Regions from separate parts of the Mus musculus genome. Here regions 1, 2, 4 and 5 are each linked to region 3. The links are chromatin contacts, called in public HiChIP or PLAC-seq and promoter capture Hi-C maps. All regions are on one chromosome and are shown on one strand. Each heading gives the region's core, a stretch centred on a gene start, on an enhancer-like site or on the middle of the called end of the contact. The rest is flanking DNA. Distances are from core to core; before and after follow the strand shown. Region 1 holds the start of Pdgfa (platelet derived growth factor, alpha). Region 2 holds the start of Mmd2 (monocyte to macrophage differentiation-associated 2). Region 3 holds the start of Iqce (IQ motif containing E). Region 4 holds the start of Cox19 (cytochrome c oxidase assembly protein 19). Region 5 overlaps Gm31127 (a long non-coding RNA gene).

Region 1 (5,578 bases), core at 2,005-4,504, 1.7 Mb after region 3:
AACCGCCTAATAGCGGCTGGAAGTGAAACTCGAATCCCAGCCAGAAGGAAGCACGTGATCTCTCCCACCAGAAAGGATCACGGAGGCGCGGGCGGGACAGGTGCGGTGGCCTCGAGCGCATGCAACCCCTCCAGCTCGGCTTGGTCTCTTGGTGTTCTTTGGAGGCCTGACACCTGAACCTCACCCCCTCACTCAACCCCTTCTCCAGAGGCTAAAATGAGGACTGTCACGGGTCCCAAGGGAAGCCGAGGCATAGGGTGGGGGTGGGGGGTAGTTTGAGCCGGCGGGTCCTTTAGGCTCTTGACCTCATGACTTAGCCAGTTCCAGTTTTCAGAGACCAAGAGTCTAGCGAGAACCAGGAGGAACAGTGGGGGTCGGGGGTCGGCTGTGGGGGTGGGGGTAGGGGTCGTTGTCTCACACCAGAGTACCTTGTAAGCTTTAGGGCCCGTGCCCCAGTCCCCTCAGGCGGCTGGCGCCGGGCTGCACAAGCTCTTACCACCCTCGCGCGGCCGCTGTTGTTGCGGTCGCTATGACGACGGGTCGCGGTTTTATTTTTAATAGCGGTCGGCGATTAGAGCAGTGCCTGCGCCCAGCTCCCCGTGGCTCCCGCGTCCCGGGCGATGAATCCAGGCCTAGCCTCATTCTGGTCCCTGATGTCCCCTAGCGTCTTCAGAATCCCTCCCGCCCGGCTTTGATTTCCAGCTGGGCGTCCCTGCTGCGCCAAGAGAGTAAAGGGAGAGAGAAGCACCGAACTAGGTGGGGTCCCCAGGAACCCGCAGCCTCCATGCGGAGGTGGTGGCCGGACAGGCGCGGCATCCCAGCAATGCAACCGGATCTTCTTCCTGGATTCTCACATCCACCGTCACACCGGGTCGTCGAACCGCAAAAAGGTGTCCTTTGGTGCTCTCTGCCTGTGAGAAGGCCGAGGGCTTGGCGGGACAGGCCGCGCAGAACAATCGGGATAAAACGGTGAGGAACTCGACTCAGGTCTAGAGTGGTCCTGGCAGTCGCCACCAGAAGTCATCCTCTTCAGAGCAGCATAAAGTTTCACCAGTACGGACAAGGCCTGGGCTTTCGAAGACCTCGAGGTGGGGCGCTTCTCAACGTTTTCCATACTCCCTCTTTAGGCCAAGAGAGGGTGTCCTCTTATCTCCTGAGCATCCCGAGGTGTTAGGGCTGGGGCGTGGTGATGGGGCCTACAGGCCTAAGGAAGTCTGTAGATTTGGGCTCCAAAGATCTTCAGCTACCCCCTCCCCCCACGCCCACCAGGTATTTGGAGCTAGGTGAGCCGCCCGTGTTGGGCCCTTCCAGCTCAGCCTTTGAAATGCAGGAACCCGGGAAGCTGGGGATGAAAGGCTCCTGCCCGGCTGCGCCTTTGTCTGGGGACAAAGAAGATTGGTGGGGGATTGGACCCGGGCTGGGTGCACGGGTTAATTCACATGAAAGGGAGTGAACTGGACAGGCTGTATCCAGTTGCATCCCTACCCTTGGAGCCCTCCATAGTCTCCAGAGCCCTAGGAGGCTAACTTTGGGATTTGAAAGGTCCACAATCCTCTAACCCGAGTTAAGGAGCTGACAGGACTGGCCTTGCCGTCGGGTCACATCCCACCAGGAATCCATCTCTCTCAATGGGAGAACCGTCCAGCCCTGATCAGACTTCTGTCCGCATGTGCCTTCCCCGCCACCCGTCTGTACTGTGCCTTGGCCGGAGGTGGCGCTCTGCGCTGCCTTGGATCCCAAGGTAGAACCCAGGAGTTCCTCACCAGCCGCTTCTTTTCTATCTTTCCTTCTATCCCTCCAGCTCCCCATTCAGGGTTCGGCTAGGCCTTCGGCCAGGGGCTAAGGATCTGGAGGGTGCAGGGTGTCAAGGTGGCGATGAGGCAGGAGGCAGCCTCCTCCCCGACCCTAGCCTCGCTTCCACCTCCACACAAGAGTGCAAGTTCCTCAATCAGGTGTCCCAGGCTTTGGCTCTGGGGCGCGGGCGCGTGGCAGCCGTCAGGTGAGTGCCCTAGACGCGCCCCTAAACCCGCCCCGCCTCTCCGCAAAGACTCACTCCCCCTCCTTTTATGGAGAGGGGAAGGCTGGAGCACTGGATCCTTACAGTGGGAAGCGGCCCGAGCGCCGGGCGGGGGCCAAGCCGACTCTCATGCCCTTTTTGGCGCAGCAGCTCTGGGCGCTGCCCTTTACTGCCGCTGGGGCCCGAGAGAGAGGCGAGCCAGAGACGGCCGTGCTTCTGCAGCGGCCTCCTCCCCTCCCCGCCCGGTGCCGCAGGATTGCAGCTGGCACTGAAGGGTGGGCAAGCTCGAGGGAGGGGCGCTCCGGGAGCCCGGGCGCCTGTGGGCTCCGAGCCGCGGGCGCCGAGCTTGGATGGATGTAGCTGCCTGCGTGAGCGCGTGTGTGGCCACTGCAGTGGCGGTGGCGGCCGGGCCCGATCTGGCCCGCGAGACCCCTGAGCGCTTCCGAGGTGCGGGTCCCGGGCCCGGAATCCGGGGGAGGCGGGGGGCGGGGGAGGGGGAGGGGCGCGGTGGCGGCGCTATAACCCCCTCCCTGTCGCCGGCCGGCTCCACACGCGCGTCCTGCGGAGCCCGCTCAACTCCTGGAGCCCGGCCTGCCTGCGCCTTCTTCTCCACCTCCTCCTCTGGTCTTCCCGCGGCTGCTGCTGCGGCGGCAGCGGCGCCAGCTCGGCCCTCCGCCCGCCCTCCGGCCCGCGCGGGCGGCGTAGCGAGGCCCCGGGCGGGTAGGCTGCTGCCAGGCGGCGCGGCCGCGGGAGCTGCCCGGCCCCGGCGGGCGGAGGGCGGAGCGCCGCGCCGTAGCCGAGGGCGCGCCGCGGAGGGGCGCACGCAGGCCGCCGGGCCGCGCCGTGCTGGGCCGCGCCGTGCCCGGCCCGGGGCGGCAGCGGCGAGAGGAAGGCCCGGGGACAGGCTCTCCGGACTGCCCGGAGCCCTCAGGGAGAGGCGAGGCGGTAGCTGGTACCGGGCCGAGAGTCCAGACAGGTGATCGGTGGTGCGGCGGGAGCTGCAGCCACGCTCCGCGGTCCCCTCCCGGGGCTGACGGCAGCAAATATGCGGATTTACCGGCCGGGTCGCTCCTAAAGCCAGCGACGGGGAGCGAGCGCGGCGGCGGCCAGCACGGGGAACGCACCAAGGAAGAAGCCCAGCCCCCGCCCTCCGCCCCTTCCGTCCCCACCCCCTACCCGGCGGCCCAGGAGGCTCCCGGAGCGACTCTGTTCCTCCTCCTCCTCCTCGCTGGCTTTGCACTCGCTGCTCGCGCCGAGCGCGCTCCGCAGGCTCCCTGCTCTCCGCGCCACCCTCCTCCGGGCCGCGCTCCCTGAGGGATGGTACTGAATTTCGCCGCCACAGGAGCCCGGCTGGAGCGCCCGCCCCGCGGCCTCGCCTCCCTGCCGAGCTTCCAGCGCCTCGGGACGCGATGAGGACCTGGGCTTGCCTGCTGCTCCTCGGCTGCGGATACCTCGCCCATGCCCTGGCCGAGGTGGGTGCCACCCCCGCGCCTCTGTCCCCTCTCGGCTCCCTCGGCGCACGCCCCTCTCGGCTACCTGTTTCAAGCTCTGCAAAGAGCATTTTGGTTTTGTCAGGGTGGTGTAATTTTTTTTTTAATCCCAACTGGGTTCTATTTTCTGCCATGCCCAAGTGTGTCTGGTGAGTTTCCAGCGCGTTGCGTCGCTCCGCCTTGGAGGGGGACGGGGGAGCCGCGAGGTGAACCCGTGGGTAGAAACTTCGGGGGGCTGTGGGTGCCTTTCCAGAAGGGGCAGCCCAAACGCAGCGGACAATGCAGTAACGGGGTGCGGGAAGCGGGAAAGGGGGTGTGTGTAAACTGACCGTGCTCTGGGAGGGGACTAGGGCGGGCAGTAAGCAGGTAGAGGAGGGTGCGGCCGTAGCCTGGGACTGGGAAGGGTGGGCAGCGCCCAGCCGCAGTCCCCAGTTCTCGGTCCCCAAACCCAGTCCGACGCAGGGCTGGAGCAGTCTCCGCCCGCCCAGGCCTGCTTACAGGTGGCTGAACGAGGCAGCTGGGGCCGGGCCAGGCGCCCGCGCCCTCCCACCGCCACCCTCCCCCCCACCCCCATTCCCCGGGAGCTTTGCCGTGATGAATGACTTTCCACAGCCCCTGTCGTGGGAACTTCGTGGTTGAGTCCTCCAGCGACCCTGACTCCCTTTTAAAAACCGGGACGGAGAGTGGGGGAGGCTGAACGGTGGGGGTGGTCTGGGCAGGGACCGGAGAGGCGCGAGGTGGATATTTAACCCCTTGCGTTCCCTGCAGCCTCTCTAAGCCCCGATGGATTTGGGCGTCCTAGTCGGCGCTAGGGCCGTGACTGGGCCTGAGCCGGGTGGGGCGACCCGGCGCGCGTGCTTGTAGGGGGTGGGGTGGGGGGAGAGGGAAGACCCTCTCCCCTGCGGGCTCAGCTCAGGATTCCCGGAGTGAAATTGAACCCTTCGGCTAGATTAAAGTGTTGAGGCTGCTGTGACTCCAGTCGTGGATGCGTGACGCATTTCGACCCTCTCTGTTTCTACATGTGGATTTAGCTATTAAACCAGAAACTCTTCGGGCCCCTGGCTGCCCCCAGACACCCTGGGGAGGCCAGAGCGCGGGTGATTTTTGTCTGAACATGTCAAGGCATTGTTGGGGTATTTTTATCAAGGTCAGACAGATAGGAACAGTGTGGAGGATTTAGGGGGTCCCATCTAGCCCCAGCCGATCCTCTGGCTCTAGGGCCTAACGAGGGTCCGGCCGGGCTGTGTGGCCCCTGGGGCTGGGCTGGAACCCTTGGGCGCGTCCTGACGGTGTGGTCTGCTTGCAGGAAGCCGAGATACCCCGGGAGTTGATCGAGCGGCTGGCTCGAAGTCAGATCCACAGCATCCGGGACCTCCAGCGACTCTTGGAGATAGACTCCGTAGGTAAATCGCGCCCCTGCCCTGCCCTGGCTGAGAGGAGGGCGCGGGCGGCGGGGCGGGCCGGCTGCGCGAGGAACCGTACCCTGCGCGCTCCGCCGGGCCGGGCGCTGCGCAGGAGCGCACCGAAAGGTCAGACTCCACTCGCCGGCCATAAACGCCCAGGCGTATGAGTCAGGCGTTTCTCTTGTAGTTGCCACTTTCTCTCCCAGCGGCAGCGGAGGGTTGCTTCGCTCACCCAGGGGTTGTTTTAAGTGAAACGCAGCGGGTGTGTCACTGAAAGTTCAGTTTTAGAGTGTGCCGAAAACTGCCAGGTATGCGGGTCAACAGCTGCTTCTGGCCCGGGAGCGCGGGAGCCGGCCCGGAGGGAGCGTGGCTGTGGCTAGTCTTCTCCTGGCCAGGGCCCCCAGAGTGCTTGAGGAGCTGGTCGGTCCGGGCCTTTTGTAAACTCCACTCCCTGGTGCCTTGATCGCCTGGGGCTGGGTCCCATAGGTGGGCGCAGGAGGCCGATGTTTTTTTCTCCACACCATCCTGTAAAAAGGCGCGCCTAGTACACGGACGCTTGGGGCTATTTTGGGGGCTTCCCGCCTCGGGCCAGAGCCAAGCCACTGTAGAAAACAATTTGTAAATGTAGGGTTGTATTAGACTCGGATGACAAGGGCTAAAATAAATGG
Region 2 (5,415 bases), core at 2,756-5,255, 1.9 Mb before region 3:
GAACTGTGGCTACCAGTGACCACTTGGGATCTTACTTGGACTCCGTGGGAAGAAAGGTGATCAAGAAAGGGTCAGGCCATGTCAGGAGAGACCTGAGTTGAGGTTGAGAGCTGGGGCAGACATTGCTGGGAGACAGACAGTAGGATTTAATGCATCTGATAGAGAGGCTTGGACCTGTGGGTTAGTGTGCGACGTGGGGCTTAACTCTCTCTGCTTCTATTTGGTTTTTGTCTCCTGGAGGTCAGGGGAAGTTAGTAATGTTTCTACTAATGTATTTGACAGTGAGCTCAGGGTGCAGAGACTGAGATTCAAGCGCAGATAGCCTGTGCCCATGCGCCATATCCTTCAGGAATGTTTTTGGTCCCCCTGAATTCCAGTGTCTTCTACTCATACCATACTATTTTGGTCACATAAGCCTGGCTCACTCTGTTCTGTGTGTGTATCCACCCTTGTCCACATAGGTCAAGATTGGATCTTTTTTTTTTTCTGTTGCTTTCCATCTTTTTTTTAAAAAAGGTTTATTATTTTTATTTTATGCTATGAGTGTTTTCCCTGCATGTACGTATGTGCACTGCAGGCATGTCTAGTGTCCACAGAGGCTGGAAGAGGGAACCAGATCCCCTTAACTGGAGCTAAGGGTGGTTTTTAGCTACCATGTGGGTGCTAGGAACCAAACCTGGGCCCTCTGCAAGAACAGCAGGTGCTCTTAATCATGGCGCTATCTCCAGTCCACGACCTAATTCTTGGGTCAAGGTTTCTCATCCAGTCGGAGCTTCCCAGCTGGGTGAGGCTGGCTGGCCAGAAGTTCCCTAAACCAAATGTCCCTGTGTCTCTAGAACTGGGGTTATAGAGTCATGCCACTGTACCCAGATTATATGTGAGTACTGGGGACTTGAACTCAAGTCCTCCTGCTTGCATGGCAAGAATGTTGTGCATTAAGTTGTCTCACCAACCCCCCCCCCCATGCTGGGTTTCCCCTCCTGCTCCTTCTCCTCCTCCACCACCACCTTCTCCTCTTTCCTCGCCCTCACCCCCCCCCTCCTCTGTTGTCATCTTCTTACTTTGTGGCTCGGGTTACTCTCGAACACAAGATCCTCTTGGTTCAGCCTTCTGAATTCTGGAATTACAGGTTTTAACCACTACATCTAGCTTTGTCAATTTTACCATGAGTTGCAAACAAACATGTGTCCCCAACTCAATTAGGATATATAAATATACATAATATAAATAATAGTCTTCTAGCCATTCCTTCTGCCTCTTTTTCTCTTTCTTTTCTTTTTCTTTTTTATCCCCCCCTCCTCCACCCCAGTTTTAAGACAGGGTTTTTTTGTGTAGCCCTAGTTGATCTTGAACTCATTCTGTAGATCAGGCTGGCTTTGAACTCAGAGCTCTGTCTGTTTCTTCCTCCCAAGTGTTGGGATTAAAGATGTGCACCACCACTACTTGGCCTTCTGCATCATTTTTAAAATTAGTTTTTAAAGTTAGCATAAAGAGTAATTAGTTTAATTGTGACATTTTTGTTAATTTTTTTTCACTCCTATATATTGGGAACTGAATTCAGGGGCTCACACACGCTAAGTAGACTTTCTACTGGTAAGCCACACCCTAGCCTCTCACTGGGGGATTCTAGGCAGGGGCTCTACCACTGAGCCACACCCCCAGCCCCTCACTGGGGGATTCTAGGCAGGGGCTCTACTACTGAGCCACACCCCAGCCCCTCACTGGGGGATTCTAGGGAGGGGCTCTACCACTGAGCCACGGTCCCAGCCCCTCACTAGGGGATTCTAGGCAGTGATCTACTGGGAGTAATATGCCCTGCTCTCTTTTGATTTCTTCATTGAGATAAGATCTTGCTAAATTGTCCTGGCTTTCTTTGTATCCCATGTGGTGGGATGAGCATGTTAGATGTCTTGAATTTCTAAGCCAGCAACTGAGGCTGGTCAGTCTTACATGTAAGCACCCAGGGTCCTCCTTTTTGCCTCTTCCTTCAGCATCTTCATCCTCCCCACCCCTCCCCCAGGTACTGCCACTCCTGCCATGATCTCCTCGCTCTGCACCATCTCCCTGTAGCCCTCTGGCTTTGCCCACGCCCGGCCCAGCAGAGGAAGGCAGAGGTGGACCAGGCAGTCTTCTGTCAGTCTGCTTCTTCTTTCTGCTCCCTTGACCCAGAAGGTGTGGGTGTTCTTTTCTCAGCATTCCAAACAAGAACTAGAGCAAGGCCACTTAGGAGGCCTTGTTCCCAGCCACTTGGGAGGCCGAAGATAGGAGGATCACAAGTTCACTGTCAGCCTGGGCTACAGAGTGGGTTCAAGGCCAGCTTGAGTAAGTTTGCCTGGCTATCTGAAAAAAAAAAAAAAAAAAGTGAAAGGGGACCAGAGATGTAATCTAATCATGGAGTGTCCATCTAGCATGTGCTGGAGCCTGAATTCAACCTGTAGCACTGGGTAAAAATAAGCAAATTGAGACGATCAGGGGGCTATGGACTTAGGAAGGGGGAAGCCATGGTGGAGGAGGAGAGGACTTGTCGTCAATTTGGGGACCCATCTGGTCACCTTGCATACATGGTCAAGAAGCAGAGAGATGCTGGGCCGGGGTGATGCACACCTTTAATCCCAGCATTGAGGCAGAGGTAAGTGGATCTCTGAGTTCAAGGGCAGCCTGGTCTACAGAGTGGTAGCCAGGGCGACCCAGAGAAACCCTATCTCTAAAAACAAAACCGCCACCACCAACAACAAAAAGAATCTAGGAGACAGGAACTCTGGCATTAAGTTCACAATATTTCTTTTATTCAAGGCCAGCCCCCAGCCCAGGATCAAGGTCCAGCTCACATTTAGGGGTGGCCTTCCTTCCCTTACCCAACCAATAAGATCCCTCACAGACATGCCCAGAGGTTGTATCTTTGGTGATTCTAGATCCTGCCAAGTGGAAAGTCAACAATAGTAGCTGTCATGAACACCAAAGACCATCTTGCCCCTGCAGCTCCCTCAAGGGGTGTTCAAAATGTTCAGAGACAGATTGGGTTCCCACGTCCTCCAAAGATGTCACGCCCCCCCCTAAAGCAGAAAGCTGAATCTGGTGGCTGGTGAGCCAGCTCAACAGGTAAAGATGCTTGTCTTCAAGCCGGAAGACCTGAGTTTTGTCCCTAAGTTGTCCATGGTGTAGGAACAAAGCTAACTCCTGCAAGTTGCCTTCTGCCCTCTACACGCATGATAAATACGTAACTGCAGGCGGCTGGAGAGCTTGCTCAGCGGTTGAGTGCTTCCTGTGCATACAGAGGATTGGAGTTCGAATCCCAACACCCGCTTCGGTTGCCTCACAACTGCCCCTAACTCCCGCTCCTGGGGATCCCAGACTTCTTATCTCCACACACTTGCACTCACATATGCACATAGCCCCACCCCCACCCTGCGCACATATACACACATAAATTAAAAATAAATGCTTTAAAATATTAAAATGCAATAAAGTAATAATAAAAAGAAAACTGGAGTTTGAAGACATGAGGATAGACTTGGGGCTGTAGATTCTGAACATGATGGAATGTCCCCATCTTGGTACTGGGATGTGGATGTGAATGGGGATTGGGGCAGGGGGCAGGGGGGAGGGGAGCAGCGGCGAAGGTGGAATGGGAGGGGGTGGAGCAAGATGGTTCCTAGAGACACAGAGTCCTGGATGGTAGGGTGGATTCAGGGCTAAGAGCCTGCAATAAGTAAACTGAGGGTGCCACCTAGTTCGGTCCCCAGGCGTCCCCTGTGGCTTTGCAGTGCTGCCCGGATGGCAAGCCGTAACAGAGGCAGTTCAGTCTAGTCCAAGCTGTCTTCTGCTGGCTAGAACAGCAATGGGGTGGAGGGGACCCGGGGAGAAGCTAGCAGGAGGGAGGGGGCCTCCCAGCCGGGCGATTGGCAGCGTGCGCCCAAGTCCCCCCCATATCCCGCCCCCGCCCCGCCCCCGCCACCATCTGCTCGGGATTTGCGATCCGGGAGACTCCAGGCTCAGGGGCTCGGGGCTCCGGAGGCAACTGATCGGGTCTGTTCAAGGCCCTGGAGCAGCCCGAGGATCTGACACCTTTCCAACCTGCTGCGCCTCCCGAAGCGGCTCCTGGTGTTCCCGCGTCCCAGCCCTGGTCTGGGCGCTGATGGAACCGCGGCGATGTTCACTCTGGCCAGGCTGCTGGATTTCCAGAAAACCAAATATGCAAGGTGAGTAGCGGGTCAGGGGGTGATAGACAGGGGCCAGGACACCAAGATCCTTCTTTCCTTTCCCCACTGTCTGGAGAACTGGGCTCGATGCACAGACCCCGTTGCCTGGGGCTAGAACAACCCAGCTTCTTCATAACGGAGTGGTAATTGTCACCCCGCTTTTGCGCTCAGCGCAGCGGATTCTCCGAGTTTCCTTTTTCCCCTGGGCGAGGTGCTTCTTCGGTCCAAAGCTCAGTTTCCACATTTGCGACCCGGTGAACTCTGAGAGTCTCCACCATTCGGAACCACGGAGGATTATATGAGATGATCCTTAGAAAGCAAATCTAAGGGTGGGGGAACTGCTCCATCCCTGTGGAGCTCTCTGGGGTCCTCCCTGAACCCAGATTTCTTTTCTTTTCTTTCTTTTATTTTATTTATTTATTTTTTGAGTCAGGTCTCACTATAGTAGTCCTGGCTGGCTTGGACCCTCCTTTGTAGACCAAGCTGTCCTTTGACCTCACAGAGCTCTGTCTAGCTCGGGAACACTGGTCCTTCTTTTCCTGTTTTCGAGACAGTCTTGCTACATACCCTAGGCTGGCCTTGATCTCACTATGTAGCCCAGGCTTGTCTTGAACTTAATTCTTCAGCCTTAGCCCCCCTGGATGCTGAAATTAGGGCTGGGACTCACAAGAGTATATTTTAGTTAACATTTTGTATACCTGATTCCCATCTGAACACGTTAGTTGTGAGTTATTTTGCATTGTGTTTTTTTAATACGAAGTTTTCATTATCTGGTGTGCATTTTGATTTGATTTGGTTGTCTTGAACGAGTATCATTATTATTACTATTATTTTTATTGCATGTGGGGTTGTGTACCCCACACATATATGGAGGTCAGACAATGTTGTGGAGTTGAATCTTTCCTTCCCACTATCTATGAATTCCAGAGATTGAACCCTGGTCTCCAGGCTTTTGTGGCAAACTCCGTGACTTGCTGAGCCATCTTGTCATGCCTTTCCTAGTCCTTTTTTTAATTTTATTTTTAAAAAATGTCTCATTCTATAGCCTAGTAGCCCAGGCTTCTCTGAAACACACTATGTGGCCCAGGTCAGCCTTACACGGACAGCAGTCCTTTGGCCTCAGCCTCCTGAAGGCTGGGATTACAAGTGTGGGCTGGTATGCCTGGCTGCTCATGGAGATGTGATTGCCTCTGTGGCGGATGGAGAGATAGGCCTT
Region 3 (5,699 bases), core at 1,237-3,736:
AGCTTCAAGTCTCACTCCGCCTTCAACGAGGCCCCACCCCTCAGACACCGCCCCTGACGGAAGTTCCTCTCCACGTTGCTATAGGCTCCGCCCCTCAGTGTTGCTCGGGTTTCCGTCTCCACAGGCCCCGCCCTAAGTCTGTACCACGTGACGGACATGGGGAGGGGTGTAAAGAGCGGGGTTGACGCGCTTGGAGACCAGTGATGACCCTGCCGTTCCGATCACCCCTAAGGTTCAAACCCTGTAAACGCGCTCCAGCTGTGTGCAGTTTGGCATTTTCACACTGTATCAATCTCTCGGAATTATCACGTCCCCGCCAGGGCGTTCTATGGTACGTGCCCACGCAGGCAGTGGGCGGAGCGTCCCCAGGCGGGCTCGGTGTGGGCGTGGCTTTCCGCTGGGAGGCAAGGCCTCGCTGGCCTCAGGCCACGTGTCTAGGCTTTTTTTTTTTTCCTTTGGTTTTTCGAGACAGGGTTTCTCTGTACAGCCCTGGCTGTCCTGGAACTCACTTTGTAGACCAGGCTGGCCTCGAACTCAGAAATCCGCCTGCCTCTGCCTCCGGAGTGCTGGGATTAAAGGCGTGCACCACCACACCCGCCTTGTGTCTAGGCTTTTAAGGTCTCCGAATTTTACTGGGTCTTCTAGCCCTTGCTTTCAGCTTTAGCGTTAGGTGTGGGCAGCAGCAGGTGAGTCAGCACAGCCGGTGCTGAAACCCTCGGTTCCCACAGCGGGTAGCGCTAAACTCCGGGGTCTAGAGTGTCAGGACCCTCCAGTCACCAAAGCCTGTATTTCTGTAGCTCTTCACAGCCCCAGTCCTCTATCCCCGCTTGCCTTCTGTCTGCCATCCATTGTTACCAACTCTTCACAACTTCAGCCTGCTCTTCTAATAAAGATTAAAAGTAGGCCATCGGGAACTAGAGAGATGGGTCAGTGGTAAAGAATACCTTTTACTCTTCCAGAGGAACAGAGTTTGGTTCCCAGCCCCGAGGTCTCACACACACACATACACACACACACACACACACACAATCTCTTTTAGGGCATGGTTCCCGAATGCCTAGAGATAGAGTAAGATAATGCTCATCTGCCCTGGAAATCAGACCTGTGAGCTTGGTTGTCTCTATCTTGGTAATGGGAGACCCCAGCATGTTGGGCTTCTGCAGAAAATATCACTGCAGGCTGGAGAGATGGCTCAGCTGTTGAGAGCACTGACTGCTCTTCCTAGAAGTCCTGAGTTCAATTCCCAGCAACCACATGGTGGCTCACAGCCATCTGTAACGGATTCTGGTGTATCTGAAGACAGCTACTGTGTAGTCATACACATTAAATAAATAAACAGGGTTTCACTGTGTAGCTCTGACTGTCCTGGAACTCTATAGACCAGGCTAGCCTCAAACTCAGAAATCTGCCTGCCTCTGCCTCTGCCTCTGCCTCCCAAGTGTTAGGATTAAAGGCATGTTCCACCACTGCCAGGCTAATAAATAAAATCTTAAAAAAAACAAAACCAAAAAACTACTCTGCGTTTACATACTGAGTCTGGGCTGTTATTCTTTGGCAAATCATGGGTCCTTAGACAAGCAAGAAAAAAAAAACCTCCCAGGAGAATCCTTGTATTAAGCTTAATGTTGCAAAGCCACCCAGTTGCAGAGAGCTGTTTACTCAAAAAAATGAATGTGTGCTGGGGAATAGTCCCTTTGCAAGCCTAAGAACAGGAGTCGCCAGAATCCATAAAGGAGATGGGATGGGGGCGGAAGGGGACAAAATAAAAGGAGGGCATAGCGATACACATTTGTAACCCCAGCATTGATGAGGCAGACAGGATCACGCGCGCGCGTGCGCGCGCGTGTACACACACACACACACACACAGAGGCAAATGACATACTGTTTTCATCTATCACTGGCCTGCTGGGCCACCAGGGAAGTGCTCCCTATCTGGCCTGGGTTGGAAAGCCACGGAATCCTGGAGAGTTCAGAGAGGCTTGTGATAGCAAACCGTCAGCTGAGGGTTTAAAGCAGTTGGTGCTGGCCCATGGGCAGTCTTATCCTCATGGCGCCAGACCCCAGGTCTAACAACTAGGGAGTCAGTCACCTTGGCCCCCAACATCTCAGTTTCTTTACAGAAAAAAAACAAACATGTAAATAGGCTGATGTCCCCAATCTCAAATCTTGCGTATCGTTAAGGATGGTGCTTTATGCTCTCTTTTCAACTCAACATGGCGACCCTCGGAACCTCTGCCCACTGGACTACATAGTTGCAGCCAGTGTTTGCCGAAATCCAACCCGGGCTCCTGAAGTTGGATCTGAGAGCATGGCTTCCAGGTAGAAAGTTAGTATTGCCTGCGGGAAGCCAATTAATTCACGCATCCCACGAAACAAAACAAAACAAAACAACAACCAAAAAAAAAAAAAAAAAGCCCACAAGACCACAAGAACGGATTGCGCCGTGCAACCCCGGGAGAGTGCTTGGTAGGCCCCTTGCTCGCGCACACTTTGCGCGTGCACAAGATTCGTCGGGCTCCGGAGGAAGGACCACATCCGGGGCTCTGTGGCCGCGGCACGGTTGCCATGGTACCAGGGCGGCTGGCAGGCCTCCCAAGCCGAGGGCAGAGCTCGCAGGACCCGGAGGCCGCGCAGCGCTGCCGCTATGAGCCTGGGCACCACAGATATAGCCTCGGAGACGGTAAGGAGCCTTGGGGCGGAGGGAGGAAGGGCGCACGGTGGCAGCCAGCTCCGGCAGGCCGATTATTACCGCACAAGAGCCATCTCCGGGCGTCGGCCGCCACCGTGCCCGCGCCCCAGCAGCCTCTAGCTCCCGCCTGCGCTCGCGGAGGCCACTACTTCCAGGAAGCCCCCGGGACTGCGCCCCTCCCGCACGCGCTGCGGGTCTGAGGCTGCAGCCGGCCGACGATAAGCTCCTCTCGTAAGTGTTGCTGTAGGCTGTGGTCTCGCGACTCCCCGGAGCGATCCAGGGCAAGGGGGAAGTCCTGTCCCCAGCCTCCCCCAAGGCTAGTTTTGCACGGGTCCGGGAGTCATCTCTGGAAGAGGTGTGCCTCTCTCACTCTCTGCGTGTCGGTATCAAGTGAACTTTGTACATTCCGGGGGGCGGTGGGAGAGGGGCGGTGGCTATAGGACAGGGCAATAGGCTGATGTAGGGAGCAGCTTGGTACAGGTTTAGAGCCAGTAGGAGCATTAAATGTAAAGGCCGCAAGGCCGGGGAAAGTAGCACACCGGAAAGCAAGCTTTTGGAGTTGAGATTTAGAAGGGCACTGAGGGAGGTAGGCAGGGACCTGGCCATGGTGAAATATGACTTTCAAGGGTCCAGGGGACGCCTGTGAGAGCCTCCACAACAGACTGAACGACTAAGCCTTAGGTCAGCAGAGAGCAGCTGGGATTCCCTACTTGTTCCTGCACTCGAAGCTTTCCAAGATTTGCCTAGTTTTGGAGGTCGCTCTCTCAACACTGCCTTCAGTAGCTGCCCCCAGTAACTGCTCCCTCATCTCTGTTTTTTGGGTGCTACTGGGGACTGAAACCCTCATGCCAGACTAGAGCGCTACAGATAAACCTCCCCAGCTGGGTCACTGGGGGATTCTAGGCAAGCACTTAATTTCTGACTACCACTGAGCGCCCCCCACCCGCACCCCTCACCGGGCTCGCTCGCAGAACTGCATCTCCAGACCTTTAAGAAGTTAAAACCATCCCCACTAAGGGTGGGACTTGGTGGGGGAAGACTTCGAACCGGATGTAAAGTAAATGAATAAATTAATGAAATTTCTTGTGTTGAGATTACAAAGATAGTTCATGACTCTTTCAATACATATGGCAAGTTACCATAACCTAGCCATCCACAGAAATCCAATTAATATAAATTGTGTTTCTCATATGCATCTCCTCCCATACATTTTTAAAAAAGAGATCATATTTCTACAGTTGTATAACTCTTACCATTAATTTTGTTGCTAGCATTTTCGGTATTTTTTTTTAAACGCTCTTTGTATGTAGCCCAGGTTGGCCTCAAATTCAGCCTCCTCCTGCCTCAGCTTGCCAGATCCTAGGATTACAGGCTTGCACCTCCAGGAGGTTGGTGTTCCAAAATGTAACCAAGGACTGGGGAGACTGGGCTCAGTGGATAAAATGCTTGCCTGCACTCCCGAACCCACATCCAAGACCCATGGGTATGGCTGCTGCCTGTAATTCCAAATGCTCAGGAGTTGAAGACAGGGGAACTCCCTGGGCAAGCTGGCTAGCTAGACTAGCTACAACTGGGTTTAGCAAGAGAGCCTAGGTCACAGTGGAAAGGCGTGAAAGCAGTCACAGGGTCTGTTTCAGACCTCCCTCCACAAGCATGCACACACAGACGCACATACACAAATAGGCAGCCAGATAGAGCTCCATTCCGAGCAGTTCACAATTGCTTAGAAGTCCACCTCCAGGGTATCCCGCAACCTCTTCTGGCACCTGGCACCTGCATACATGCACACATGTACACACACACACACACACACACACACACACACACACAAATAGAGTTTACATATCTTTAAATAGAAAGCATGACATTAAAAGGTGTGTATGCAAAACTTCTGCCAGAAGATGGGCAGAGTCTCATCATTCTTTGAATAGTAGCAGAGTACCCCCGGGGGTGCTGAAACAGCGGGGGTTAAGGGGGGATGGCTTGCTTCTCTTGACTTGAGAACTCTTACTAAAGGCACACTGTTGGCCTGAGAACCCACCACACCCCTGTGGGTATGTGAGTATGGACACCCCTACCCTCACCCCCCACCCCCGGTCAGGCACTCCTCTTCCTGTGTGTGTTCGTGAATGGAGGGCAGAGGAATGTCATGTGACATGTTAGGCTGGCTGGTCAGTGAGCCCTAGAGAGTCACCTTTGTCCCCCGCCAGCACTGGATCTGGATCGAATCCAGGTCCTCTTACGGACTAGAAATCCCCTTCCTCCCACCTCCTCCTCTCTGACCATCACGGTACACGGTTGTCGCAGGATGGAGATGTCCCAAGCTTCCCTTGTGCTGGTCCACTGGGGTGTGTTGCCACAGCTCGGACAGGCAGTGTGCTTCTGGGACTGCTGTACCTGAGCAGCTGCCTCCCAGTGACCTTGTGTGCATTTCTTCCAGGGAGATGACAGTCTGTCTGCTATTACCTTTGAATCTGACATTGAGTCGGTGAGTACAGGCAGGAGTGCCAGCCCCCATGTCTGTGTCCTTGGATGTTGTGTGTAAAGCAGTGTCCCCCAGATGCCACTAGACCCAGGGCACGGGTGTCCAGAGCTGCTTCTGGTGTCGAAGTATCACCCTGTTAGCTGAGCCTAAATAATTGAGATTCTCATTTTAAAACTTTGTTTATGTATGTATTTATTTATTAGAAATCTATTTCAAGCCGGGCAGTGGTGGCGCATGCCTTTAATCCCAGCACTTGGGAGGCAGAGGCAGGCGGATTCCTGAGTTTGAGGCCAGCCTGGTCTAAAGAATGAGTTCCAGGACAGCCAGGACTACACAGAGAAACCCTGCCTGGAAAAAAAAAATCTATCTTGAGGGCTGGGACTGTAGCTCAGTTGGTAGAATAGTTACCTAGCAGGCATGCAGCCCTGGGTTGCACTTCTAATGCTGCATAAACTGGTAACCATGTCCATGCCCATAACATGGTCCTAGCATCTGAGCAGAGGAGGCACGGGGATCAGTTTAA
Region 4 (5,149 bases), core at 550-3,049, 1.4 Mb after region 3:
CCAGGCCCCGTTTTGAGAGGTGATTGGAAGCAGACCTGGAATGGGCTTGCTGGAGGTCTGGCAGGGAGATGGTACTCCTCTGAAGGCAGCCTGTAGATCTGCTAAATCCAGCCTCCCAGACAGGAAGGCAGGATGGGATCCAGTGCCTGTGGAGGAGGGGAGTCCAGCAAGACAGGAGAGACTGAGTAGATCTGCCGGTCAAGCACCTCTCTGCAGCCCCTGGGAATTGTTTCTGCTTCTGCGTCAGTGATGTTGGGATTCATCAAGGGACTGTAGAGGAAGAGCTGGCCCCAAGGAGCTGCTAGGAGCCCACTGAGCCCATTCTGCTCACTGCCAGGGCCTGGTGTAGTGTAGAACATAGCATTCATGTGTGGCTGAGATGGAATGACGGCCAATGTCCTACACTGACAGCAGTGCAGGGTGGCAGGGTGCGAGTGCTCTTCTCTGTCCCCAAGCTGAAAAGCAGGGGTGCTGGGTATGGGTGTTATTGCCATAACAACAGCAAAGAGTCAGTAGAGTGCACCCCACTACCATAGAACAGTCCCCCCCAAATCCACCTGGCACAGTCCCAGCCCCCAGGACCTTTTGAAATAATGTTGTGGCAGATGTAAGCAGCAGAGGTTAAAATTGTTGGGATGAGCTGAGCATGGTGGAGCACAACTTGAATCCCAGCACTTGGGAGGCAGAGGCAGGTGGATCTCTGAGTTCAAGGCCAGCCTGGTTTACAGAGTTCCAGGACAGCCAGAGCTACAGAGAAACCCTGTCTCAAAAGAAAGAGAGAGAGAGAGAGAGAGAGAGAGAGAGAGAGAGAGAGAGAGAGAGAGAGAAAGAGGGAAAGAGGGAAAGAGGGAGAGAGAAAAAGAGAAAGGGAAGAAGGGAGGAAGGAAAGAAAGAAAAAAGAAAATCAGACAGCAAAGAAGGAAGGAAGGAAGGAAGGAAGGAAGGAAGGAAGGAAGGAAGGAAAGAGAATTGATTGTTGGGATGGCCCTACCCCGGTGTGGCAATGTCATAAAAGGAATACTTGGATACAGAAACATGGGAGAATGTTCCCAGAAGTGGAGGCCCCGGAGGGAGATATCTAGCAGCCCAGAATTACCTAAAATTGACAGAACATCTCAGAGGCTGGGAGAGAACCTGGGCTCCCTGGAACAGACAGCAGGGACAGCAGGCCACAAGAGGGCTGATGACCAACACCTTAGGATCAGACTTCTGGTCTCTTGAACCACAGAAGATGCCCTTTGGGGAGATTTTCTTTTGTTTTGTGGGACTGGCTACATAGCCCAGGTTTGCTGAAAACTCAGGCAATCCTTCTGCCTCAGCCCCCTAAGCGCTGTCTACAGGTGTGAGGGACTGCACCCTGCTTTATTTTCTGTTTGTAAAACCCGTTTGTATCACTGTGTCACGGCACTGGCAGTAAGCTAGCCACCCCTCCTTTAGTGTGCTTCTTTCCCTCTGAGTAGATGGGAAACTCAGTCCCTGGAAGACAGATGGGTGGGATGAAGATCCCGGGGCACAGACTGGTGTCCTCGGGCAAATGGCTGCATCTTTCTGTCCTTATTTGCTAATCAGTACCAAAAGATGACTGCCAGGCTTCTTTCTGCTTCTCAGAGGGCTGGAAACCAAGGGCAGATCCTTTCGCAACACGGCAGGGGCGGGGCTAGATAGGTGAGGCGGGGCTTGGTGGGTGGAGCCTGGGTGGACTCGGGGTGGGGCCAGTCGTCCGCTCGACTAGCTCGACGCTTCCTGGACCCGCTCGGTGTTCAGCCATCTGCCCTGCGTCGCCGTCGCTCTCCGCTCTGGATTTCGCCGTGATGTCGACCGCAATGAACTTCGGGACCAAAAGCTTCCAGCCGCGGCCCCCAGACAAAGGCAGCTTCCCGCTGGACCACTTCGGTGAGGCGAGGCGAGGCACAGGCTGATGGCGGCCTGGGATCGGGTGGCAGAGTTAGGAATACTGAATCTGGGTGGCAGCGTCTCGGGTGCTGAGTCTGAGTGGTAGGGAGTGCTGTTTCTCGGTGACAGGATCAGGGGTATTGGAAGTAGGTGGCAGGATCTGGGATACTGGTTCTAGATGGCAGGGTCAGGGGTACTGGGGTACTGGGTTTGGGTGACAGAGTTATGGGTGCAGGATATCTGGGTGGCAGGGTCAGGGGTACTGGATCTGGGTTCAGGGTCTGGGCTGCTGGGTCTGGGTGGCAGAGACTGGAGTGTTGTCTCTTTGCTATAGATGGCAGGTTTGGGGGCACTGGGTTTGGATGGCAGGGCCTGGGGTTGTAGATCTGGGTGGCAGAGCCTAAGGTACTAGATTTGAGTGGCCGGGTCAGAGTTGCTGGATTTAGGTGTAATGTCTGAAGAGTTAGATGTTGGATGTGACAGGGCCTAGGGTGCTGGATCGAAGGTCTGAGAGCCAAAGTGAAGGAGCTGAATATGAGGGACAGTGTGTGGGGTTATAGACCTGGGTGGCATTGTCATGTGTGTTGATGACAGGATGCTAGAAATGGTGGGTGGGGTCTGAGGTACTGGACCCTGGATGCAGAGCAGTTAATATTACAGGTCCTTCCCGGGTAGTGGGGCTGGGCGTGCTCAGAGCACTGTGGGGGTGCAGTCAGAGAAACTGAGTCTTGAGGGCCCCTATTTCAGAGGGCCACATGTCATGGCTCTCCAAGTAAGACTTGGGGCTAATGTGATAGGATGGTGACAGGCCTCCTGGAACGGAGCTTGATGTTAGGCCCCCTGGCGGCAGCTCAGCTCAGCGCAGGACATACCCACCCTCCCCTAGCTCCAGGCTCTGGGTCTGCCGTGAACATTAGGCAAGGAAATATTTTCAAAAAGCTTTTTGATATCTAACACTGGGGCTGAAAGCCCGGGTTTGGCACATGCTAGGCGAGTGTTCACCTCTGAGCCACGCCTCCAGCCTGGAGGATTTCTAGTCACCGTTCTGAAGTCTGCAGTTAACAGGCCTTTTGGGAAACTGGAACATGGGAAAGAAAAAAAACAAACAAACTGGGAGAGAGTTGGAGATTCAGATTACAGAGGCCGAGCTGGTGCCTGGCACGCACAGGAACCTGAGTCCAGTCCTCAGCACTACAATAATTAAAAAAAGAAAAGACTGCCCTGCCTACCACCAGCACATAGGACATCCCCCCCCCCCCCACCTACCACCAGCACACAGACCTCCCCACAAGTCCTACCACCAGCACACAGCCCTGAGAGATGCAGCAGCCCTCAGCCCTCGTGTTAGTGTAGAAACGGCAGCTGTTAGTGTAGATTAGACGCTTCGGTGAACTGCTGTAGAGACTCCAGCTCCAGGGACAGCTTTAGAGATTACTGGTTTTTTGGGTTTTTTTTTTGGGGGGGGGGGTTCCGAGACAGGGTTTCTCTGTGTAGCCCTGGCTGTCCTGGAACTCACTCTGTAGACCAGGCTGTCCTCGAACTCAGAAATCCGCCTGCCTCTGTATTTTTTAAGTTATGCTTATTTATTTAGTGTGTTTGGGGATATGCCATGACACGTATATAGTCAGAGGACAAACTGTGGAAAACTGGGATCTCTCCACCCCCACGTGTGTCCCAGAGATCAAACTTAGGTTGTCAGCCTTGGTGGCAAGCGTGTTTACCCACTGAGCCATCTCACTATTTTTAGATTATGATTTCATTGCCAACATTTCATTGGGAAATTTTCCATTTAAAATTTTTATTTCAATTCGTTATTGATTCTTCATTTTTTTTTCAAAGGCAGGGTCTCACTATGTAGTCCTGGCTGTCCTGGAACTCGCTGCGTAGACCAGGCTGGACTCAAATGTACAAAGATCCACCGGCCTCTGCCTCCTGAATGCTAGAATTAAAGGTGTGTGCCAATATGACCGGCTTTATTATAATTTTTTTAAGTTTATGTGTATGTGTGTGCATCTGAGTTTGTATATACACCATTTGTATGCAGGCACCCTTGGTGGCCAGAAGCAGGTTTTTGATAGCCTGGAGCTGAAGTTACAGGCATTTGTTAGCTGCTCAATGTGTGTATCAGGAACCAAACTCAGGTCTCTGTCAGAGCAGCCAGTGTTCATAGCCAGTAAGCCATCTCCCCAGCTTCTTTCAGCCCTTTTGTTTTGAAGTACAGGGATTTGAACCCAGGGGACTATATGCCAAACATACACATTACCTCAGAGCCACACCCACAGCCTCACAAAGGGAACGAATTTTGATGGAAACCCTAGTGCTGCTCCTAAAGTCAGCGTGTGAGCGGGTCAGGCCTTCTCTTTAACTAATAGAATGCTGGCTTTCTTCTTTCCCTAGGTGAATGTAAAAGCTTTAAAGAAAAATTCATGAGGTGTCTCCGTGACAAGAACTATGAAAATGCTTTGTGCAGAAATGAATCTAAAGAGTATTTAATGTGCAGGATGCAAAGGTGAGTTCTATTTGTGTGTGTGTGTGTGTGTGCGCATTCACATGTGTGAGTGCTCATGATTGTGGTGAGCCACCGCGTGGGTGCTGGGAACTTGGTCTGTTGCTGGCCTGGATTCACTAGTTAGGTCGCTGACTACAGGCAAGCCAAGGGATCCCTCTCTGCCCCCAGTGCTGGGACCAGCACACCCAATTTTCTCGGGTTCTCGGGAGGGAACTCGGGTCCATTTTACCAACCCAGCCACCGCCCCTGCCACAGCAGAGTGGCTGATGTTTGCCAGGAGAAATCACAGTTTAGCCAGTGAGGAGGCCGCTAACGGCCCTGGAAACCTCCGTGAGTGACAAGCCACAGAGTGAGTGTCCACAGCTTTGTCCCTCCATCTTTAAGCTTTCAGAATCGTAGATCCTAGCGGCGCTGACTGAGCCCAACAGGTTTTCATGCCTTTCACATTCTCGGCCCAGTAAGAACACTCATGGCCTCGCGCTGTCCTCTGAAAGCTGTTTGAAATGCCACCGGGACAATGGCGACTTAAGCAGTAATGGATGATGATGGCCACCCCCACACCCACCCCAGGTTTACTTTTTTTTTTTTTTTTTTTTGGTTTTTCGAGACAGGGTTTCTCTGTGTAGCCCTGGCTGTCCTGGAACTCACTCTGTAGACCAGGCTGGCCTTGAACTCAGAAATCCGCCTGCCTCTGCCTCCCGAGTGCTGGGATCAAAGGCGTGCGCCACCACCGTCCGGCCCCAGGTT
Region 5 (5,985 bases), core at 3,200-5,699, 1.7 Mb before region 3:
GCTGCTAAACCTTTCGACCGCCGCCGTTGATGGATGCCTGGATCGCTTTCCAGTGTCGGCTTTGTGAGTCACGCTGCGGAGCCTTCTGCATGTGTTTCTAGTTCTCTCTAGCAGACTCCGCGGGGTGGAATTGCCAGGTTACACACAAAGTATATGCCTAACATTAAAGAAATAACCGGACTGTTTTCCCCAGTGGCTGCCAGCTGTGACATCCTTGCAGGGGAGGACCAACATCCTCTCAATCCCTTTGAGTCTATTTCTCTTCCATTTCTACCACTCCCCCCTCCCCCTTACAATTTATTTAAGAAACTGGGTGGTTTGCTCATTAGAGTTTCCCACAGTCTGACTACAGCGATTCTGTTCCAGCATCTGCTGCTATAAAGAAGGTTTCTGGAAACTTACTCAGACCTAGGCACACATCAAAATAAAACAAAATACAAGCAGGTTTAGTAAAAGGAAATTGGATAATTTGTAAACAGTCACCAAAAACACTGGGATTAATCTGTGGAGAAAAATCAGCACAAAAGGTAAGTTCCCGAGTCTCCAGACAAGTCCAGCTGTTATTCTGAGCACAAAGACAGGGAAACCCTCCAGGACCACATTCCTTGTCCCTAGCAGAAAAACTCTCTGCATGCCAGCATGGGCCTGGAACCCTCACTGCTGGGGAGGTAGACACAGGAGGATCAGGAGTTCAAAGTCATCCTCTGCTACACACTGACTTCCAGACAAGCCTGGGCTACACAGCTGGCTGCCGTGTTAGCAAAAAACCAAGCAGAACTGGATGAAATGAACCCACACCTTCTGGGCGGAGCATTTACCCCACAGGTTATTGATATACAGGTTCCTGTTTCAACATCTTTCTTATCTCCACGGAGTCTTTTATTTCTGTGTAAAGGAAAGGCACTGCTCATCCCATCCCAGGGGTGATGCTGCACATCTGTAATCCCAGCACTTGGAAGATCATAGCTGAAGGATCCAGAGGTCAAAGCCAGGCTAGATACTGAGTAAGTTCCAGGCCAGCCTAGGCTACAAAATAAATTTGAGGCTAGCCCTGGCTTCATAAGAAATACTGGCCCCCCTTCTTTAAAATTCATTTTTTTGGGAGGGGGCTGGAGAGGTGGTTCAGTTTGGTTAGGGGCACTGACTGCTCTTCCAGAGGATACAGGTTCAATTCCCAGCAACCACATGGTAGCTAACAATTGTCTGTAACCTCAAGATCTGACGACCTCACACAGACAGACATGCAGGCAAAACACCAATACATAGAAAATAGAAATAAATAAAGATTCATTTTCTTTCTGTGTGTCTGCACACATGAGCGTGGAGCTCCTAGAAGCCAGAGGAGGATGGGTCTGCTGGAGTAATAGGCAGGCGTGAGCTGCCCCGAATGAGCACTAGGATCCAAACTCAGGTCCTCTGTAAGAGCAGCAAATGCTTTCAGCCACTGAGTTATCTTTCCAGCCTGAAACCCTATTTCAAACAAAACAAAATAAAGCAACCCCCTCCCCAAAGTACCTGAATTCTTTGCTCACTTAAAACATATTATTGACTCAAGTCTACATTTCCCACCAGAAGCTAGATGACTGCAATATTCCGTATGTGCATAGCAATGTATAAAATCTGTGGGGTCTATTAGGCTAAGAGGCCCAGGAGACAGGCATGTTCTCTGCAATCTTGTTAAAGAGCCCCTGGAATATGGACTTGGCTCACAGTGGGTGTCCAGAAAGAATTTGTTGGATATGTGCCTAAGGATGAATTTATAGTTTCTTCATGGGAAATGTAGGATTTCTCCTTTCTTCCTAACCTTTATGTATATTCACTTATATCTCTGTGTGTGTGGTGTGGTGTGGTGTGTGTGAACTGTGGTATGTGTGTCTGTGTGCGTGTGGAGTAGTATATGTATGTGTGGTGTGTGTGTATGTATGTGTGTGGAGTGATATATATATATGTGTGATATGTATTTATATGTGTGTTGTGGTGTGGTATATGGGTGCATGTGTGTGTGGCATGGTGTGTCTGAGTGATATGTATGTGTGTTATGTTTGTGCGCGTGTGTGTGTGTGTGTGTGCATACAAGTTTGGTTCCTAGCACCCACATGGGGTGACTCGCAGCTGCCTAAAGCTCTAGCTTCAGGGACTCCAACGCCCTCTTCTGGCCCGCAGGGGTACCTGCACTCACATAAATACATACACCACCCTGTGTATAATGAAATTGTTTCCATTTTATAAGTGGATGTTTTATCTACATTTAAGTCTATACACGGCATTTGTGAAGTTCTGCAGAGGCCTGAGGAGGGCAAGAGACATCTTGAGAATGGAGCTGCAGACTGTTGTGAGCCACCATGTGGGGGTTGTCCATCCAACTTGTATCCCCAGCAAGAGCAGCCAGTGCTCTTAACCATTGAACCATCTCCCCATTCTCCTAAAATAAATCTTAAAAATAGAGCAGAGCACAGGTCCCTGTTGCTTCTGGTGTTTCAGAGTCTGTTTCAGTCTCTGATCGCGTCTGTTATCTTTCCTCTGGGGCTGAAAGCCGTTGTTCCTGGGAACTTTTCCCATCTGATTGAATCTCTCAGTTAAAAACCTCTTTTTTCAAGCCTGCAAACTAGGTTCCCAAAAACACAACACAACCAAAAGGCTCAGGCTACTTCCAGAAATACACACACACACACACACACACACACAGAGAGAGAGACCCATTTATATGTGAACAAGTCCTACAACATACTAATTGTTTTCAGTACTGGTATCCATAGCACAACTGCTCGACCACTGAGCTACACCCCATTAACTGCGGGATTCCAGGCAGGTGTTCTACCAGTGAGCTATACCCCAGCCCCTCACTGGGGGATTTTAGGCAGGGGCTCTACCACTGAGCCACGCCCCAGTCCCTCATTGGGGGATTCTAGGCAGGGCTCTACCACTGAGCCATACCCCCAACCCCTCACTGGGAGATTTTAGGCAGGGGCTCTACCACTGAGCCACGCCCCAGCTCCTCACTCGGGGGGGGGGGGGGGGGGGGGTTCTAGGCAGGTGCTTTACCACTGAGCACATTTGTTATCTTTTTTATTTTGACACAGGGTCTCACTAAATTATGTAGCCTGATCTTGAGACTGCTCTATGGCCCAGTCAGGTCTTGAACTTGTGATCAATCCTCCTGCCTCAGCATCCTGCGACTCTGGGATCAAAGGTCTGTGACCATAGAACTTTGTGTTTTCTTGCTTTGTGATGCACACAGAGGATCACAGAGATCTATCTTTGGGGTAAATTTGCTCATGTGCTGGCATGTGTGTGGGGTGTGTGCAAGGCAGACTGTGGGGCCAGACACCTAGGGTTCCAGCGGTTCCCCTTCCCACACGACAATATATAAGTTACTCCATGTTTCTGCATACCCCAGATTCTCAATTTCATGTAGTCTCTCAGAGTAATGATGTCATGTGACTATGAAGCTTAAGAATTCCCACTGTGTGTATAAGCAAGTTCACAATAATCACATTATTTATTCATTCAAAACTGAAATAACTGTTCTTCTACTAGGTACTACTCTCCAGGAATGGCAGCTTATACCACCACTTGCGAAGCTGAGAAAGGAGAATTGTGAGTTTAAGATCATTGTTGAATAACAGCAAATTTGAAGCCAGCCTGGGCTACACAGAAAGAGCCTATGTCAAAACAGCAACAACAGCAATAATAATGGTCAAATGTGGTTATTCAGCATTAATTTCAAATTTTATTTAATCTAAAACCATAACCAAAACTTACATTTGAGAAAACTGGGAGGGTCACCTGGTAGCGAAGTGGGTTAAAGGAGCTTGCCACCAAACCAGACAGCTTGAGTTTGAAGGAGAGAACCGATTGCCACAAGTTGTCCTCAGACTTATGTGTCCCTGGGTATGAGTGCTCCCACCACTAAACAAAAGAAATTTTAAAAATACAATAAACATTTAAAATAAATTAAACATAAAAAGAGCAGGACCCAAGGGAGGGAGTGCTCAATGAGAAAACTTCAGAACTGTGAACTTCAGAAAAGAAAGCTTTAAAGACAGTGGGGAGATAAAGTTAGGAGCTAACGGGTTCTGTGCTGAGGGTAGCAACATCTTTCCTTTTGTATTTTAAAGACAGGGTCTTACCATGTAGCCCAGGCTGGCCTTGAACTTGAAACTTCAGCTCCCTCCCCCGCCCCAAGTTTTGGGATTACAGATGTGCACCACCACCCATCTAGAACTATCACCCCATTTTTGAGCAAGCAGAAAGCCCACAGAGTTGCCCACTTCTGGGAAGAAGTGTGTCACCTCGGGAAGGAAGTGGTGTCTGAGATGGCCTGCCCCCCCCCCCCGCCCCCCAGCCTGGCTTTTGGCCATTTAGAAACAGCATAGCTGTGTTAAACACACAGAGTGCTGGGATAATTGGAAACAGATGAGGTGCAGCCTGCTTCTTTTGACTGTTGCTTGCGAAATGCAGCCTGTAACAGCCATGTGGTGTGGGGAAGCTGTGCTAGGCAGGCGGGTTTGCCAAGGATGTCTTGTACCTATGGGCCACACTTTTTTTTCCTGCTCTGCGAAGCCTAGTATGCTCCAAGGGAGAGGGAGAACAAGCTGTCTACGAGTCTCCTAAGGTTTAATGTAAGATTTCATCTATATGATGTCATTTTACATCCCTTTTTGGGCGGTGTGGGGGTATAAGCACACAAGTGTGTACATGGGCATAGACTGAGACCTTGTCTGGGAACAGGGAACTCAGTTGAGAAAATGCCTCCATTAATTGGCCTGTAGGCAAGCCTGTTTTTTTTTTTTTTTTTTTTCTATTTGAGAGAGTGTCACTCTTTCAAGCTCTGGCTATCATGGAATTCTCTTACAGACCAATCTGGCCAAACTCAGAGACCTGCCCCGCTCCCAAGGTGCTGGGATTCAAGGCGCCCACCATCACACCCTGCTACCATTTTCTCGATTAATGATTGATACAGGATATTATGGCTTGTATATGCTCAGGGAATGACACTATTAGCAGGTGTGGCTTTGTTGGAGTAGGTGTGTCACTGTAGGCGTGGGCTTTAAGACCCTCATCCTGACTGCTTGGAAGTCAGTCTTCTCTTAGTGGCCTTCAGATGAAGATGTAGAACTCTCAGCTCCTCCTGCACCATGCCTGTCTGGATGCTGCCATGTTCCCACCTTGATGATAATGGACTGAACCACTGAACCTATAAGCCAGCCCCAATTAATTAAATGTTGTCCTTTATAAGAGGTGTCTGTTCATGGTGTCTCTTCACAGTAGCAAAATCCTAACTAAGACATGGGAGGTGATGCCACCCCTGTGCAGATGGTCCTGCCATGAGGAACAAGCCATTAAGCGGTGTTCCTCCATGATCCCTGCTTCCGTTCCTGCCTCCAGTTCTTACCCAGATGTCTCTCCATAATGCACTGTAAGCTGTAAGCCAACTAAACGGTTTCCTCTCCAACTTGTTTTTGGTGATGCAGTTTTGTCACAGCAACAGAAAGCAAACTAGGACAGTTAGCAGCAAGTTCGCTCCATTCTTAGTAGCGCAGGAGTATCAGGCACCATGTGGCTTTTCTATGTGGGTGCTGGGGATTCGAACACAAGACCTTATGCTTGTGCAGTAAGTACTTTTACCTACTGAGCCACCTCCCAAGCCTCTTGAGCTCCCTTTAAAATGTAGGTCTCGAACTCAGAATTCTGTGCATCGTAGGCAACCACTAACCAAGCATACTCGCCCAGCTGTAGTTGTCAAAGCAAGAGGTAGTTAACATACAGATTCACTCTGAAATCTCCCTACCCAGCTTTCCCCAACAACACTGTGTAACTGTTTCCTCTGATTGGAATAGAGAAAAGCAGGGGGAGAAGTCTGGAAAACTCACAGGAAACTTGTACAACTCAGGAAGCTCAAGAAACTTACAGAACTCACAAGGCTCCTTCCTGTGGCTAGGTAAGTAGTAAAGAATTATGGGGGAAGAAAAGGTTCTTCCGTGG

The links. Promoter capture Hi-C pulls out the DNA fragments that hold promoters and counts their contacts. HiChIP or PLAC-seq counts read pairs in DNA pulled down with a chosen protein or histone mark.
Region 1: a promoter capture Hi-C map of liver shows a contact between it and region 3, with 2.4 times the contacts expected there. The contact joins the promoter of Pdgfa here to the promoter of Iqce in region 3.
Region 2: a contact with region 3 is called in an H3K4me3 HiChIP or PLAC-seq map of embryonic forebrain, with 5 times the contacts expected there. The contact joins the promoter of Mmd2 here to the promoter of Iqce in region 3. A contact is called at or near these places in 5 of 39 promoter capture datasets (3T3-L1-derived adipocytes, cranial neural crest, embryonic stem cells and 2 more) and 3 of 115 datasets of contacts at active chromatin or transcription factors (astrocytes, embryonic forebrain and large pre-B cells).
Region 4: a contact with region 3 is called in a promoter capture Hi-C map of pre-B cells, with 2.1 times the contacts expected there. The contact joins the promoter of Cox19 here to the promoter of Iqce in region 3. A contact is called at or near these places in 2 of 39 promoter capture datasets (hippocampal neurons and pre-B cells).
Region 5: a contact with region 3 is called in a promoter capture Hi-C map of second pharyngeal arch cranial neural crest. The contact joins the enhancer-like site here to the promoter of Iqce in region 3. A contact is called at or near these places in 16 of 39 promoter capture datasets (the 3T3-L1 cell line, 3T3-L1-derived adipocytes, the C10 cell line and 9 more), 1 of 484 Hi-C or Micro-C datasets (embryonic stem cells), 10 of 115 datasets of contacts at active chromatin or transcription factors (the NIH/3T3 cell line, T-cell acute lymphoblastic leukemia, craniofacial prominence and 7 more) and 4 of 9 other capture datasets (adipose tissue, embryonic stem cells, liver and 1 more).

Annotation. Positions count from the first base shown.
Region 1 is chr5:138,992,620-138,998,197 of GRCm38.p6, reverse strand. Pdgfa (platelet derived growth factor, alpha) reads left to right here and starts at 3,254. Exons shown (of 6, transcript NM_008808.4): 1 at 3,254-3,489; 2 at 4,814-4,910. The coding sequence starts at 3,427.
Region 2 is chr5:142,607,342-142,612,756 of GRCm38.p6, reverse strand. Mmd2 (monocyte to macrophage differentiation-associated 2) reads left to right here and starts at 4,005. Exons shown (of 7, transcript NM_175217.6): 1 at 4,005-4,199. The coding sequence starts at 4,150.
Region 3 is chr5:140,699,165-140,704,863 of GRCm38.p6, reverse strand. Iqce (IQ motif containing E) reads left to right here and starts at 2,486. Exons shown (of 23, transcript NM_028833.3): 1 at 2,486-2,682; 2 at 5,132-5,179. The coding sequence starts at 2,647. It also overlaps a transcript of Brat1 not described here.
Region 4 is chr5:139,341,816-139,346,964 of GRCm38.p6, reverse strand. It overlaps Cox19 (cytochrome c oxidase assembly protein 19), which reads left to right and starts at 1,799. Exons shown (of 3, transcript NM_197980.1): 1 at 1,799-1,893; 2 at 4,291-4,402. The coding sequence starts at 1,812.
Region 5 is chr5:142,379,160-142,385,144 of GRCm38.p6, reverse strand. Gm31127 (a long non-coding RNA gene) reads left to right here. Exons shown (of 4, transcript XR_377178.3): 2 at 1-63; 3 at 3,538-3,597; 4 at 4,858-5,455. Among named protein-coding and RNA genes, the nearest start is that of Gm31127, 6.1 kb to the left of the region's middle. Within about 2 kb of position 4,449, at least 71 of the 459 cell types and tissues checked have an H3K27ac peak or open chromatin away from gene starts, as enhancers often do. A contact at or near this core is called in the HPC-7 cell line, the NIH/3T3 cell line, craniofacial prominence and 2 more, where this site is marked.